Linked DNA regions of Sus scrofa: region 2 is linked to region 1. The links are chromatin contacts, called in public Hi-C maps. All regions are on one chromosome and are shown on one strand. Each heading gives the region's core, a stretch centred on a gene start, on an enhancer-like site or on the middle of the called end of the contact. The rest is flanking DNA. Distances are from core to core; before and after follow the strand shown. Region 1 holds the start of LEPROT (leptin receptor overlapping transcript). Region 2 holds the start of AK4 (adenylate kinase 4).

The links. A called contact is a pair of places that touch in the nucleus more often than the background predicts.
Region 2: a contact with region 1 is called in a Hi-C map of skeletal muscle, with 3 times the contacts expected there. The contact joins the promoter of AK4 here to the promoter of LEPROT in region 1. A contact is called at or near these places in 4 of 47 Hi-C or Micro-C datasets (heart right ventricle, liver and skeletal muscle).

What each region holds. Positions count from the first base shown.
Region 1 is chr6:146,985,597-146,992,406 of Sscrofa11.1, forward strand. It overlaps LEPROT (leptin receptor overlapping transcript), which reads right to left and starts at 1,665. Exons shown (of 4, transcript NM_001145388.1): 1 at 1,607-1,665. The coding sequence starts at 1,622. DNAJC6 (DnaJ heat shock protein family (Hsp40) member C6) reads right to left here. Exons shown (of 19, transcript NM_001145378.1): 19 at 6,382-6,810.
Region 2 is chr6:147,253,059-147,259,774 of Sscrofa11.1, forward strand. AK4 (adenylate kinase 4) reads right to left here and starts at 4,195. Exons shown (of 5, transcript NM_001044597.1): 1 at 3,823-4,195. The coding sequence starts at 3,967.

The sequences.
Region 1 (6,810 bases), core at 415-2,914:
GTCACCCAACAATAATTTCTCATTTAACTCTTTATCCCAAGCCTCAGGCATAAAGGCATACAGTAGTCCTTCTTTAAAAGATGAACTGAATTACCTGCAAATGCTTCCTTTTCGCAGTCCTTTTTCATTTCATAGCCTATCTTCCTTTGTACCACATCACAATTTCTAACACATTCATAATAAGTAGTATTATTTGATAGTTTCCACGCATGACTAAACACAGTGTAGTCCTGATACTTGTCACTTGTCATCTGTTTTCTGCACTGGCTTACTCTTTTTTTTTTTTCTTTTTTTTTTGGGGGGGGGCTTTTCAGGGCACATGCCATACTAGTGGCATATGGAAGTTCCCAAGCTAGGGGCTGAATCAGAGCTACAGCTGCCAGCCTACGCCGCAGCCACAGCAATGAGGGATCCTTAACCCACTGAGCCAGGCCAGGGATGGAGCCCACATCCTCATGGATACTAGTTGAATTCATCTCCGCTGAGCCACAATGGAAACTCCCTGCACTAGCTTCAAATGGTTATATTACACAGAGGACAGTGTCCAAGTAAATTATGTTTACTAATTAATGCCACATGTAAAAGTCAGCCAGAAAATGCGTCTGCTGCTAACAGTTTACACACACAGATAAATTTCATCATAAACTCATGCCTGGGTACAAATACACCCGGACGAATGTTTAGGCACATGCCGATTAACTGGAGAGGGAAGATCTTTGGGTATAAATTTCAAGGCTAGAACGCCAACGTAGAAACAAGTTATGCTACTCTATTCAAAAGATCAGAAATCAAAAGGCGTCTTACCAAACCAAAAGGATGACTTCCGACCTCTCCCAGTCACATCCCCAGTCCCTCTGAAGGCACGTAGATGAGGGAACTGGTGTTTTTGGTACCCTCTTTTTTAAAATCAAATGCCCCATCCAAAAGCAAGTACAGCGCAAACACTATCTTCTTGTCTGTCCATAAATGAATAAACACTGATAAAAGGGGCGATCAACGTGCACCCATTCTCCACAGTTACGAGAAACAGCATTTCAGGGTGCTTTCTGCTGACACCCGCTTGAAGCCAACTCTGCCCAACTGGAAAAATCATTAGGAACAACATATTTCAGTGTCCCAATTCCGGGAACACTGGAGACAATGGCTCCTCTGGAAGAAATGGGAAACTCAGCGAAGTTGCAGGAAAAGGGAAGAGAGGCGTTAGGATGGACATGTCAGGAAGTGAAAACCTAGTTTAAAACTCGGCATAGGAGCGGGTGGGACGACGCTCCAAGGAACTGGGACGGAGCAGGGAGGTGATGCCTCCACGGCTAGCCAGGATCTCCCAGCGAGGGCTCCGCGTGGAGCGTCCCGGAGACGCGGGAGAAAGCACTCAGACTAGCAGTCTTGCAGAAAAAAGGGTGAGGTTGCCCGAAACACGCCTCCACCCGCACCCCAAGGGGCCAAGGGAGCAGGAGAGCTCCTTCCCACCCAGAGAGGCGAGCAGGGTGACGGGTCTGGGGGAAGCCGTTCCCCGCCCACGCGCTGAAGGCGCAGCTCCAGGCTTAGCCCGGAGCCGAGGCACAACCCCACCAAAGGACCAGCGAGCCGGGGACCTCCGGTGTACCTTTAACGCCAGCCATGTCTCCCGAGTTGGGGCCGCGGCTGCTTCCGGTTTCCTGCCGCGGCCGTGGCCCCCGCCCAGACCCGGCCCAGGGCCGTACCTTGGGTCCCAAGCCCGCCCCGCCACGCATAGCTCCACCCCTGCTGATCCTCCCTCGGCCCAACCACTCAGAGCCCCGCCCTTGATGGGCTCCACCCCCAGCCACTCAGAGGCCCTTCACTGCTGGTCCCGATCTCCTCCCGCCCGCCACTCAGGGCCTGCCCCTGCTGGTCCCTATCTCCTCCGGCCGCACTATTCAGAGCCCCGCCCTTAATGGTCTCCACCCCTCCGCCTCGCAAAGCCCCGCCCCCGCTGGACCTCGCTCCGTCCAATCAGAGCCCCACCCCTGCAGGTCCGGCTCTCCTCCCGCCCAGTCACTCAGAGCCCCGCCCCTGACAGTCCAGCTCTCCAACCTAGCCGCACAGAATCCGCCCCTGCTGGTACCTATCTCCTCCAGCCGTGCCACCCAGAGCCCCGTCCTGCTCTCTTAGGGTTACCCCGACCTTGATCCCCGAGCTCTCCCTCTAGGTCCTGAGCTTCTGCATAATTCCCGCCCTGGTTCATCCTTTTCAGAAGGAGGCTCAGAAAGGATAGGACTTGCCTGCTTCACACAACTCTTTGCAGGAGGTTGGATTATGGGCCACTTACCCCTCTTTCTAGCTGAGAACCCCTCCATTTTACGGTGCTGCTCCTCTTCGATTACTTTTTCTTAATTTTACACAGGATTGAAAGATCGAGGGGTTCGTGGAGAATCCGGCTCCCCTTGCTACATAAGTACAAATTTTCACCACCACCACCTTTCAGGCTCACTACTCTGCTTCCTTTCTCAAAACTGTACATTGAGCACATTATTGTCAACTTCTCTTTCCCTATGTTGAGTTAAAGCATTCAGGGAAAACTCTCCACGGCCCCAAACTGGAAGCCTGGATTTCTAGCTACCTTACTGAAACACAAAGCTGCCCTCAGGAGGAAGCCTCTTTCCCCTGATTGGTGAGAATTTCCTATGGGGTCAAATCTCCTGTTTCCCTTTTCATCCCCAAGCACCCAGCCGTGTCTAGGAAAACTATGTAAGGGTTTCTTGGGACCTTCCACGTCAGCCTGAGGCTAGTCTCAAGAAGGAGAAATGATTTTGAAGAAAAATGACCTTACTTCAGAGGCACAGCTTGGTCTGAATGCCTCAGGCTTAGAAGAAACTGAAAGATGGTGAGATGCAAAAAGATAAGGTGTTTGCTCCAGGGTAATGACGAGAATCAGAAAAATGCAGAGACAGTATTTGTCTCCAACTTTCCTTTTCAGTTTATGAAGCTCTTTAGAGAGAAAACCATCTTGCCAGAGGTTTTAGCCATCTCCTGAGAAAATCTGTTTTCCTCTCGCCAGATGATGTTCACTGAAAAATTGTTCTTCCACTTACCCATTTTATGTTTCCCCGAGAATGAGTCACCAAAAACAGAAAGTAAAGCCTTAGAAGCTGAGTCCTATCCCTTAACTTGCTGTTAGTACGTTACTTGGAAGAATAAGATCCATGTCCTCTGTCACACTGCCTAGGACTACAGAGGACTTTATGGGTAATTTTTTATTTATTTATTTAATTTAATTTTTTTAATTTTTAGGGCTGCACCCGTGGCATATGTAAGTTCCCAGGCTAGGGGTCTGATCAGAGCTACAGCTGACGGCCTATACCACAGCCACAGCAATGCAGGATCCGAGCCGCCTCTGCGACCTATACCACAGCTCACGGCAACGCTAGATCCTAACCCACTGAGCGAGGCCAGGGATCAAACCTGCGTCCTCATGGATACTAGTTGGATTCGTTTCCTCTACGCCACAACGGGAACTCCTGGATCAATTTTTATATTCCCTCCTTCCATCCAATTCTCTCACACTAGGAACCAGGTTTTACTATCTCCACTTTACAGATGGGAAAACTACAGCTCAAATAGTATCTCATCGGTAGGGAAGCTGAGCTCAAGCCTCCACATGTTAAATCTGAAGTCAGACAGGCCAGCACTTGAACGGTTCCCCATAGTAGATCTTAGGCACCAAGAAGCCAGGAACTGCCATAGTGATTAGAAATAATAGTCCTTAATGTTTAACAGGACAGTCAAATCCATTCAATCATTTATTTTCCCTTACATATCTATCAGTGTTTTGCATGCAGTATGTACAAAATGCTGGTCAAATTCACAAATACAGTTCACCTATGTCGTATAATCTTTCCTTAACCTTCAGAAAAGATCTAACTTCAAACCTTAGCTCTGGGTAAATCTCTCCAGGTTTCCATTTCCTGAGTGAGGATTTGTAAAACCTGCCTCTCAGAACGTTTTGAAAATTAAATGAGAAAAATTTATATAGGTAAGAGCACCTAGGGCAGTGCATGCAAGATAGAGGCAGTGGCTCCCAAGTCACTGCTTAAGTTAAATGCAAGTATGATGCGGCACTATCGAAATCAGTCAGTGTTGGTTTTCCTCCCTCTCAACCACCATTTCTTTACACACAGCCAACCACTCCCCTTACAGAACTTACAGTGGAAGTCTGCTGTTTTATGTATGCAGCTCTCTATCAGCCCAGGGAGAAGAAAAAAGGACCAAAGCTGGAGTTCCCGTTGTGGCTCAGCGGTAACAAACCCAACTAATATCCATGAGGACACAGGTTCGATCCCTGGCCTCACTCAGTGGGTTAAGGATCTGGCGTTGCCGTGAGCTGTGGTGTAGACCGCAGACACAGCTCAGACCCCGTGTTGCTGTGGCCGAGGCGTACACCAGCAGTCACAGCTCTGATTGGACCCCCTAGCCTGGGAACTTCCATAGGCCGCGGGTGTGGCCCTAAAAAGACAGAAAGAAAAAAAAAAAAAGCATAAACCAAGAAATCCTGTCAGATTATGTTTTGGTGCAAATGTATTATAGGTTTTTCATATTCTTTCCTCATAATTTTTCGTAAAAGTGAATCATGTCAGAAAGTATAATTCAAGCTTGTCATCATATTCCTGGGTGCAAAAATAACTTACATTTCTACAAATATTTTCGAGCCTTTTAATATACATTACAAATATTTTAGACCGATCACATTTTGAGTGTAACATATTTACAAAACAAAAAATATATTACAATAAATATGAATGAAACAGTGAATCTGATCAACAACAAGCTCTGTCACAACCAAGATATTTAAAAGGAATGCAAAAACCTGTTGGTCTGCACATGTTAAGAGTTTTGAGATAAATAGAGGTCCAGAATTATAATGTATCTGGAGAAGAGACAGGGAACATCCCAAATTTAAGTTAGGTAAGATTCTTTCTCATTGCTAATTATATAATGTTTAATGATGTTTTAAACTGTGAACATTGATGAATTATCCAAACATGATACAAAGCTAATATAGTTCTATCATTTCAAAATGTACGTGACATTCACATAGCCTTTTAATTATTATCATTATATACTGTAGTTCACACAATATCTACAAATGTGAATGAGAAAAAAAAGTCACAGCAACGTGTCTCACATTCCAGTTTTACATAAGACAAGCACATACTGCATCAAACATTATTTTATAATATGTTAATAAATAACACCTAGGGTTTTTTTTTATGGTTCCTTTGAACAGTTTGCAGCTGTATATTTAAAAAGAGAACATTTTCTGTGAGTTTCACATTGTCAGCAAACCATAACATAAATAATGAATCTTTTAATCAAAAAAAAAAAAGAATTAGAAGAAGAAAGGGACAAAGAAGAGAAAAAAAGCAGAGTTGTGTAGAGAACATAAAATATTTTTGACATGCTGCTTTTCCAGTAGAGTTTGCAATAAGAAAAATAGAAACAAAAATGATTGTCTTTGAAAAACAACCTTTGAAAGCTTTACACAATATTGAGCATGAACCTTTTCAGATTAGCATGGAAATCTTTTTGCCCACCTGCTTTGCATACATACCCCCTGCACCCCTGCATATACACACACCCAAAACGATCTACTAACGTCACGGGGAACAACTGCTTACCCCTCAAAATGAGAAACAGTCAGAGCACTGAACTGAAATCCAACCCGTGTGAAGTCTACAAAGGTTTCATTCTTGCTTTGCTTTCTGTGGATGTCCCTGTGTCAGCGATGTTCCAGTAGACCCCCAACAACTTTTAAATAAACGCCACTGTCATGACTTCAGGGGTCGAATTTCATCGGGTGAGAAGAGGAACCTGGCCCCTCAAAAAGGCCAATCCTGACAAGCCATCAGACATAAGATCAGCTCTCTGACTGCAACTGCCGAGTCTGGTGACCAATAGTCAGTGTTGTCATCTGTTCTCTTCCCACAACCGCTCACAAACCTGGAGGACCATGGGTTCCTATGAGACACCCCCCCACCCCGATCCATTGTGAACGTGCGGAACTGCTTTAAAACCTGCTCCCAGCGAAGAGCGTTTTCTCTGCTGAGCCAAAGGAAGAACGGAAGCCTTATGGCAAAATTAGAAGTAGAGTTGTTAGGGGATTAAAGACTTTTTCTTCAAGCGACCATGAGTTTTCTAAAGGGAAAAGAAGGCAGCAGTCCAACTTTCTGACCAGGAATACAGATTCCTACATCCTCAGGGTCCAGGTTTTCTTTAGTCAGCATTTTCACTACCTTTCAGCATATCCAAGAAGTGTGGGTAGGAATCCCTGGGTTGTAGGATAATCACGTCTCCCCATGCATGTTCTTTTACACCTGTCAGCCCTCATCTTGACCAAAACAAGCATACGATATTATGCTATAGGCCATGGGCAATTTCCACTAAAAAAAAATACTTAGTGGTAATGCTCCTGGAGTTATTTAAATTACATCTTTCCAAGAAAATCTAAAAACCATTAGTTAAAAATCCATCCCATAATCCTATCATTGCAACTTTTGCTCATTAATCCTATCCCAGACCACGAGATGGGTGTTATGCCTTTGGGGGCCTCTATTTTCCATCCCCCACCCCCCAATACTGATACTGAGCAGGCTCCTCGAAGGGCAGGCTGGAATGTGGCAAAACTCTGCAAGGTCATCTAACTAAAAGTTCTTCCCTGCTTTGGTCCTTTTATGTTGGGGACTTGAGAAAACAAACCTCCTTACCAATGAGGAATTAATTCGCAAGGAACTTAACAGTTTAGTATTACCTACACGTTGCTGGAGTTTTTGGTTCACCTGTGAAAAACCTCAG
Region 2 (6,716 bases), core at 2,945-5,444, 270 kb after region 1:
TGCTACAGTGACCTGGTCACTGCTGTGGCTAGATCTCTGGCCTGAGAACTTCCATATACTGTGGGCGCAGCCAAAAAGTTGGTTTAGATACATTGTTGGGCATTAGTCTCCCTAACACAACATCTTTATCCTCCCATTCTCAGAAGTTTTCATTCTGGTAAGAAAAAACACACATTTATACTTAATGACTATTAAAAAAAAAAAAAAAAAAAAACTGAGCCCTCTGAATTAGGTCATCTTTTCAGAAAATAAAGGCTCAACCCCTAGTCTAATTTGAAATGCTAGTCCCATCCGCAAACCTCAGCAAGAGCTGCAGTTAATATTAATTAAGAGCATTAACAGGTTTGTTCTTGAACATCTTTTCTCTCAATCAAGTCCAAGATGCTTCCCAATGGAAACTTGCCAGTTTTCCTGCATTTGAGATAGTAGATCCAGTACAGAATGTGATTTTTTTTTTTTAACTCCTATTTGTCCAACACTTAAAACAGGATTCTCATACCCTTCAGAGGGAGGTTTCAGTCACCCATCACTCAACAAAAGAAGCTACCACTACATATAAGTTTCAGTGGAACCCAATACCTGCCCAGTGTGTGTGTGCACGCACGTGCGTGTGCACTTGTGAACATACGTGCGCACACACCCAGGTTCAGATGTATGTATACAAACACACAAAGACACATAGAAAAGATAATGTTGTTTGACACACTGTAGGACCCCGACTTTTGGCAACCTAAGAGAACTCTCCCTTCTATCTACTCAAACCACATGCTAAAGAAAACGTGAGCCAAAGACCTGGGGGTAGGTCTTCAAATAAGGAATCTGACTGATAAGTCTCAGCCTGCATTGCTCCAGGCAGACTAGGCAGAGTCAATGGGTGACATCTATCATGAGGGTGAACCTTGATCCATAGTAAATGCAAACTTTTACCATAAATTAGAGCTAATTTATGGACTTGATTGTCAATGGACTTGTTAAAAGCTGTTTGACTCCTTCTGGGGAAAATGTAGACAGAATCTGTGATCCCCACCTTCATCATAGACTTGCTGGGCTCCTTTTATGCATCTGGCACTTTGTCAGATCTCTGTCCTTTAAGTCTCTTAGTGGGAAGTGGCACGTGGTAAAGGTGGAAATACTGCTACAGCCCTCTGCACCTAGAACACTGACATATAGCAGGTACTCAGCAAGTATCTACTGGGGGAATCAGAAGACATTTGCTGTACTGCATCCCAACTCTTATGATGACAACAGCGACAGAATGTGCAGAGGAGAGAGACAAACGCTGCCAGGGCAGGTGAGGGGAAACTTCCCAAAAGCAATGAGTAGTCCTTCCCCTAGAGGAGCAGCTTCTTCCTGGGCAGTGGCTGTAGGAAAGCCATGTGGACAGGAATGTGGCCCAATCCAAGCTGGAGCAGATGGCCTGAGCCCCTTGCCAATTCCTACCAAGGTTTTATTTCCTGGGGTTTTGCTGCACTTCATCATCTCCTTCAAACCTTCAACTATAAAAGGGTACATACAGAGGGGTGGGTGTACTTCTCTACTAGAAAATTAGTGAAAAGCAAACAGCAGGTAACAAATAACTGTAGAATGTCTTCTTCTTTTTTTTTTTTTTTGTCTTTTGTCTTTTGTCTTTTTGCCATTTCTTGTGCCGCTCCCGCGGCATATGGAGTTTCCCAGGCTAGGGGTCGAATCGGAGCTGTAGCTGCCGGCCTCTGCCAGAGCCACAGCAACTCGGGGGATCGGAGCCGCGTCTGCGACCTACAGCACAGCTCGCGGCAATGCTGGATCCTTAACCCACTGAGCGAGGCCAGGGATCAAACCCGCAACCTCATGGTTCCTAGTCGGATTGTTAACCACTGCGCCACGACGGGAACTCCTGGAATGTTTTCTTATTGACCAGGCAGTGAGCCCCTGAGACTCTTAGACCGTCTGTAAGAGAAAAATAATCTGAGAACACCCTCCGAGTCCACTAAAAACAGGCCACTTTCAAAACAAACCATTGTCGATTATTTCTCCTCTACTTCTCTCCTTGATAAAGTTTGTTGATTCATGCAAAAACTACCTGATTCCTAACAGAACAAGAAAAAAATTAAACATCATATGCACTTCTTACTCCGGGAAGAAACACTGAGGGGGAAATGAAGGCATTTGAAAGAGAATGGAAACTAAAATTTGGAACAAAGGAACGTTAAAAACAAAAACAAAAAAATAAGGGAAAACACCAAGCGGAAAGTTTTCAAAACCTCTAAGAAAAGCGCAGAAATAAACTATTCGCCAACACATTCTCTTTAAAAATGGAAAGCGCCGCTAATCCAGTCCTGGGATGGATGCTATGCCAGAAAGAAGGAAGTTCCTTAGTCAGGTGGAGAATGTGGGAAAATGGGTTCAATCTTATGCCAGCAGTTTCCAGCCCCCTCCCCATGCCTCCATCTCCCTCCCTGGAAGCCCCACCAGACCACAAAACCCAAGGGTGGAGCACCAGCCCACCCTCGCACACGGCTCTCCCCACCCCCCACCTCAACTGCATTCCAAACACAGAATAAAATGCATGTGAATGCGGTATTAAAATTAAAATAGACCCAATTGTAGTAACAATACCCACGAGAGAAAATTCCAGGGGCAATCTGGAACACAGAGTTCCACCTTCAGAGACATGGGGGAGGGAGGGGTCTTGAAAATCAAAAGATTGCTTTTACAACCTGCTTGAGATAATCAATAAAACTCTGCGTTTGGGCTACTTCTTAATCACTGGCTTTTCGACTTTCCGTTTTCTAGCGCCGTCCTCCACCCACCTCTTCCAACTAATCTGTGCTTCTGCGATGAAGGTCGCTGGATAATTCGCCGGTAATGGGCCATAACCACCTAGAACTTCGAGGACAGGGAAGCGCCCAGTCTTCAAAATCAAGTTTTCACAAAGGAGTTGCTAATTGTGAGTATCTACATCCCAGAAGGGCTATGTACCTTGCAGGGCCCCACAGCTACCTCGCGCCTTTTAATGCCAATTCATCAGGAACTGGTGTGAGCGAGGGGTGGGAAGAGATGTGAGAAGGGCCGCGCTGAAAGATAAGAGCGGGCGGTCTTGGAGCTCCAAGTGCACCACGCAAGCCGTGGGAGTCATTCTCAACAAGACACATCCAGGGAAGCTGGATTTAACATGATCCAGTCTCCCAAGGGCCAAGCCCGGGCTTGGGGAGGAGGGGGAGTTAGTGGTGAGAGTTTACCTTAGAAGGCTGCAGCGAACAGACAGGCCTTTCAAAGCCACCTAGGGCTCTGCCCCGAGGCCCGAAGCGGCGCGTGGCTGCGAGCCCCGCAGCGCCACAGGTTCCCCAGCGCGCGGCCGTGCCCGACTCCCACAGGTGGGCGGCGCTCGGCCCATGGGGGCTTTGCCGAGAGAAGGGGGCGCTGCAGGTCCCCAGAGACGCGGAGGAGGGGGCGGGAGACGGCCAAGGGGCGGGGATGGCTTGGCCTTAAGGAAGCAGGGCGAGAAGGAAGCTCGGGGTTTTCAGCTGTCTGGATCTCGCTCACTCAGCAGGGTAGTCACCGGCTTTTCCCCACGGCAAGAGGAGCTCAGGCGGAGAGAGTGGCCCCGTGCACTTCCACCCTCTGCCAGGCAGCCTCGGCCTCCTCCCCGGGCGCGGTTAAGCCGCACAGCCGCGGGCACCCGGCTGCATGCGCCCCGGCACGTAGGAGCTTGCACGACCACACTCGGGCGGGGGAAGGGCGCCCGGGGACCGAAGAGACCCAGCCGCTCGCTAGCCCTTCGCCTCCCGGCCTCACCCGATCCCGCGTCGGCTCACCCCGCCCCTCACCCCCGCACCCCCTTACCCGTGTTGGCCTTGATGTTCTCCCGCAGGAAGTGGCCGCTGGAGAGATGCTGGAGGCCAAAGTTCTGGGCGATCCTCTGGCACACGGTGCCCTTGCCCGAGCCGGGCGGCCCAAGGATGACCGCGCGCAGGAGTTTGGAAGCCATTGCCTTGGTGAGGAAGGGGAGGCCGAACGAGCAACCCAGACCGCGGCCTCGGACACAACCCGGGAACTTTGTTGCTTCTGCCCCTGCTTCTGACACCCTGGGCTCCCGCGGGGACTCGCCGCCGCCCCTGCAGGGGAAGGAGAGACTTTTGAGACAACCCCTCCCCTCAGCCGCGCGTCGGGGCGGCTCGAAGGCGGAGTAAGCGCCACGCTACAGCTCCCCGCCCTCCCCGCCCTCCTCGCCCCTAGGCTGCGACTCCGAAGAACTCCCAAGCGCCTGCCCCTAGCGGGGGCAGCCCTGAAAAACTCGGGGGTCAGCCCGGCCCCTCCCATCTCTATCCCTTACTAGATCTCGCGCCCCACGCCCCGTCCGGGGAGGGGGCCGGCCGGCCGGGCATCCCCAACGCCAGTCTCTACCGAGTGCAGGAGCCGGGAGAGGCAGTGACCCCAAGCAGGACCCCCGTCGCCCCACGCCCGGGGCAACCTAGGGGCCCAGCCCCAACCCGGGTCCCCGCACGTGGGCAGCGTTTGGTCCGCGCCTCGGCCCCTCCTCGGCCGCCGTTGCATCCCGGGAGAAGCAGCGGGCCAGCCCAGCGCCCACCTCCGCCGAGGGGAGACGGATGCGCTTCCCGCCGCGAGGAGCCGGAGACCGGCGCCTCTCCACCCCGAGTGGCCAAATAAACACACACCTCGGCCGGGACGCGGCACTCCGCTAGGCTTCCAGCCCGGATCCCGCTGGGCGGCGCCGCCTCCGCCCGCCCCCACTCGGAGCCCCGGCCGGGCGCGCGGGACTCGCGCCTTACGTAAGCCGGGAGACTGGCTCCGCGCTTAGCCGCCCGCCCGCGCCCGCTCCCGCTCCTTGCACGGCCTCCCCGGCTCACGTGCTCCCCGAGACCCCTGTAGGGCCCGCGGGAGCGAAGGGAGGTGCAGAAGACACAGGGGACAGAAACCCCTCTTTTGCAATCGTTTAAGGGACCCGGTCCACTGTGGAGAGGAAGGAAAAATACAACTTGTTGAGCGCCTACTGTGCGTCAAGTTTGGAGCTAGGTGATTTCTTATGCATCTCCCGTTCCAGGTGGGAACACACAGCGGAGGAAGGGAGGCTTGGAGTGTAGCCATGCATTCCTTGATTCATTCGTTCAACAAATATTTATTGAGCGCCTACTATGTTTTAGTCTCTCCGCATATAGCTGTGAACCAAAAAAGATTGAATCCCGCCCAAGTGGAAGTTACATTCCCGCAGGAGTTTTGAATTCTCAACTGCCAGACTCCAAAGCCCAGAAGGGAAAGAGGAGCATGATCACTGACCTATGCTCAGGGTCTTAGAGTCTTCGGTTCCAGGACTTCCGAAGCCACGATGTTGGCACTGTACTTACAACTCACGAAGTCCCAGTGGGTGCCATCTCCTCCCTCGCTTGGCCGGCATATCCCAGCCCATATTCTCTTAAATCTGTTCCCACCCCACACACAGCCATCATTTCCCAGTCGGACTTGGTGTGATAACGGCCAGCCCACAAGTCTCTGGCTTCCGCTAGGCCATCCGTGATGCAGCTGCCAGAGATACTGCTTAAGTGCAAATCAATTTCTATTTCTTCGCCTCAGATATTATTATCCCTTTAGCATAAAGCAAAAAATCGTCAGCAGGGCACACGGGTGCCTCCCATACACCTTTGCATCCGTTTGCTCAGCTCCTTTGCCCTCCTTCCGCTGGCCTCCTGGATCCTGCCTCCCGCCTTTGGGGAAACCACTGCGGGGTGCTTAGTGCCTCCAGCCCTGGCTCTCAGATTTGGAGGGACGGTGTGGGGAAGAGCATTCTCTGGATTCCTGGCTACTCTGTGTTAAGGGGCTAGGGGCTGAGGGTGCCTAGTATGATGCCCCAGAGCCTAGCCATTCCCCTCCATTGCCTCCTCCACACACTCATGGCCAGAGGGTCTCTGGCCACCTGAGAGCACACCCAGCACCACTCCCTCCCCCCAGTTTTAGACCAGTTCCATAGGCTCATATCCCTGTCTAAAATATCTGAGTGTGGGAGTTCCCATTGTGGCACAGTGGAAATGAATCTGACTAGTAATCATGAGATTGTGGGTTCAATCCCTGATCAAGCTCAGTGGGTTAAGGATCTGGCATCGCCATGAGCTCTGGTGTAGGTCGAAGACTCGGCTTGGATCTGGTATTGCCGTGGCTGTGGTGTAGACTGACAGCTGGAGCTCTGATTCGACCCCTAGTCTAGGAACCTCCATATGCCAGGGGTGCGGCCCTAAAAAGCAAAAATAAATAAATAAATAAAAATAAAATAAGTGTACTGTAGACCTCAGGAGGTTGTTACACTGAGCCCCTCCAGTCCTTGTCCTGGGAACAAAGAGGGGAAAGAGCTTCTGGGGATAGGGGGTAACTTAAATCTCCCCTATTCTTCCAGCCATGTGCTGCATAATGTATAGCAATTACTTTGCAGTCATTCTCAAACCTGAGCATGCAAGCACAATGACTCTGAGGGCTTGTTAAAACAGATTGCTGAAGAGTTCCAGCTGTGGCTCAGCAAGTTAAGGACCCAACTGGTATCCGTGAGTTTTGATCTCTGGCCTCGCTCAGCAGGTTAAGGATCTAGTGTTACTGTGAGCTGCTGTGTGGGTTGAAGATGTGGCTCAGACCTGGCACTGCTGTGGCTGAGGCCTAGGCTGGCAGCTGCAGCTCCACTTTGACCCTGGGAACTTCCATATGCTGCAGGTGCGGCCCTTAAAAAAAAAAAAAAA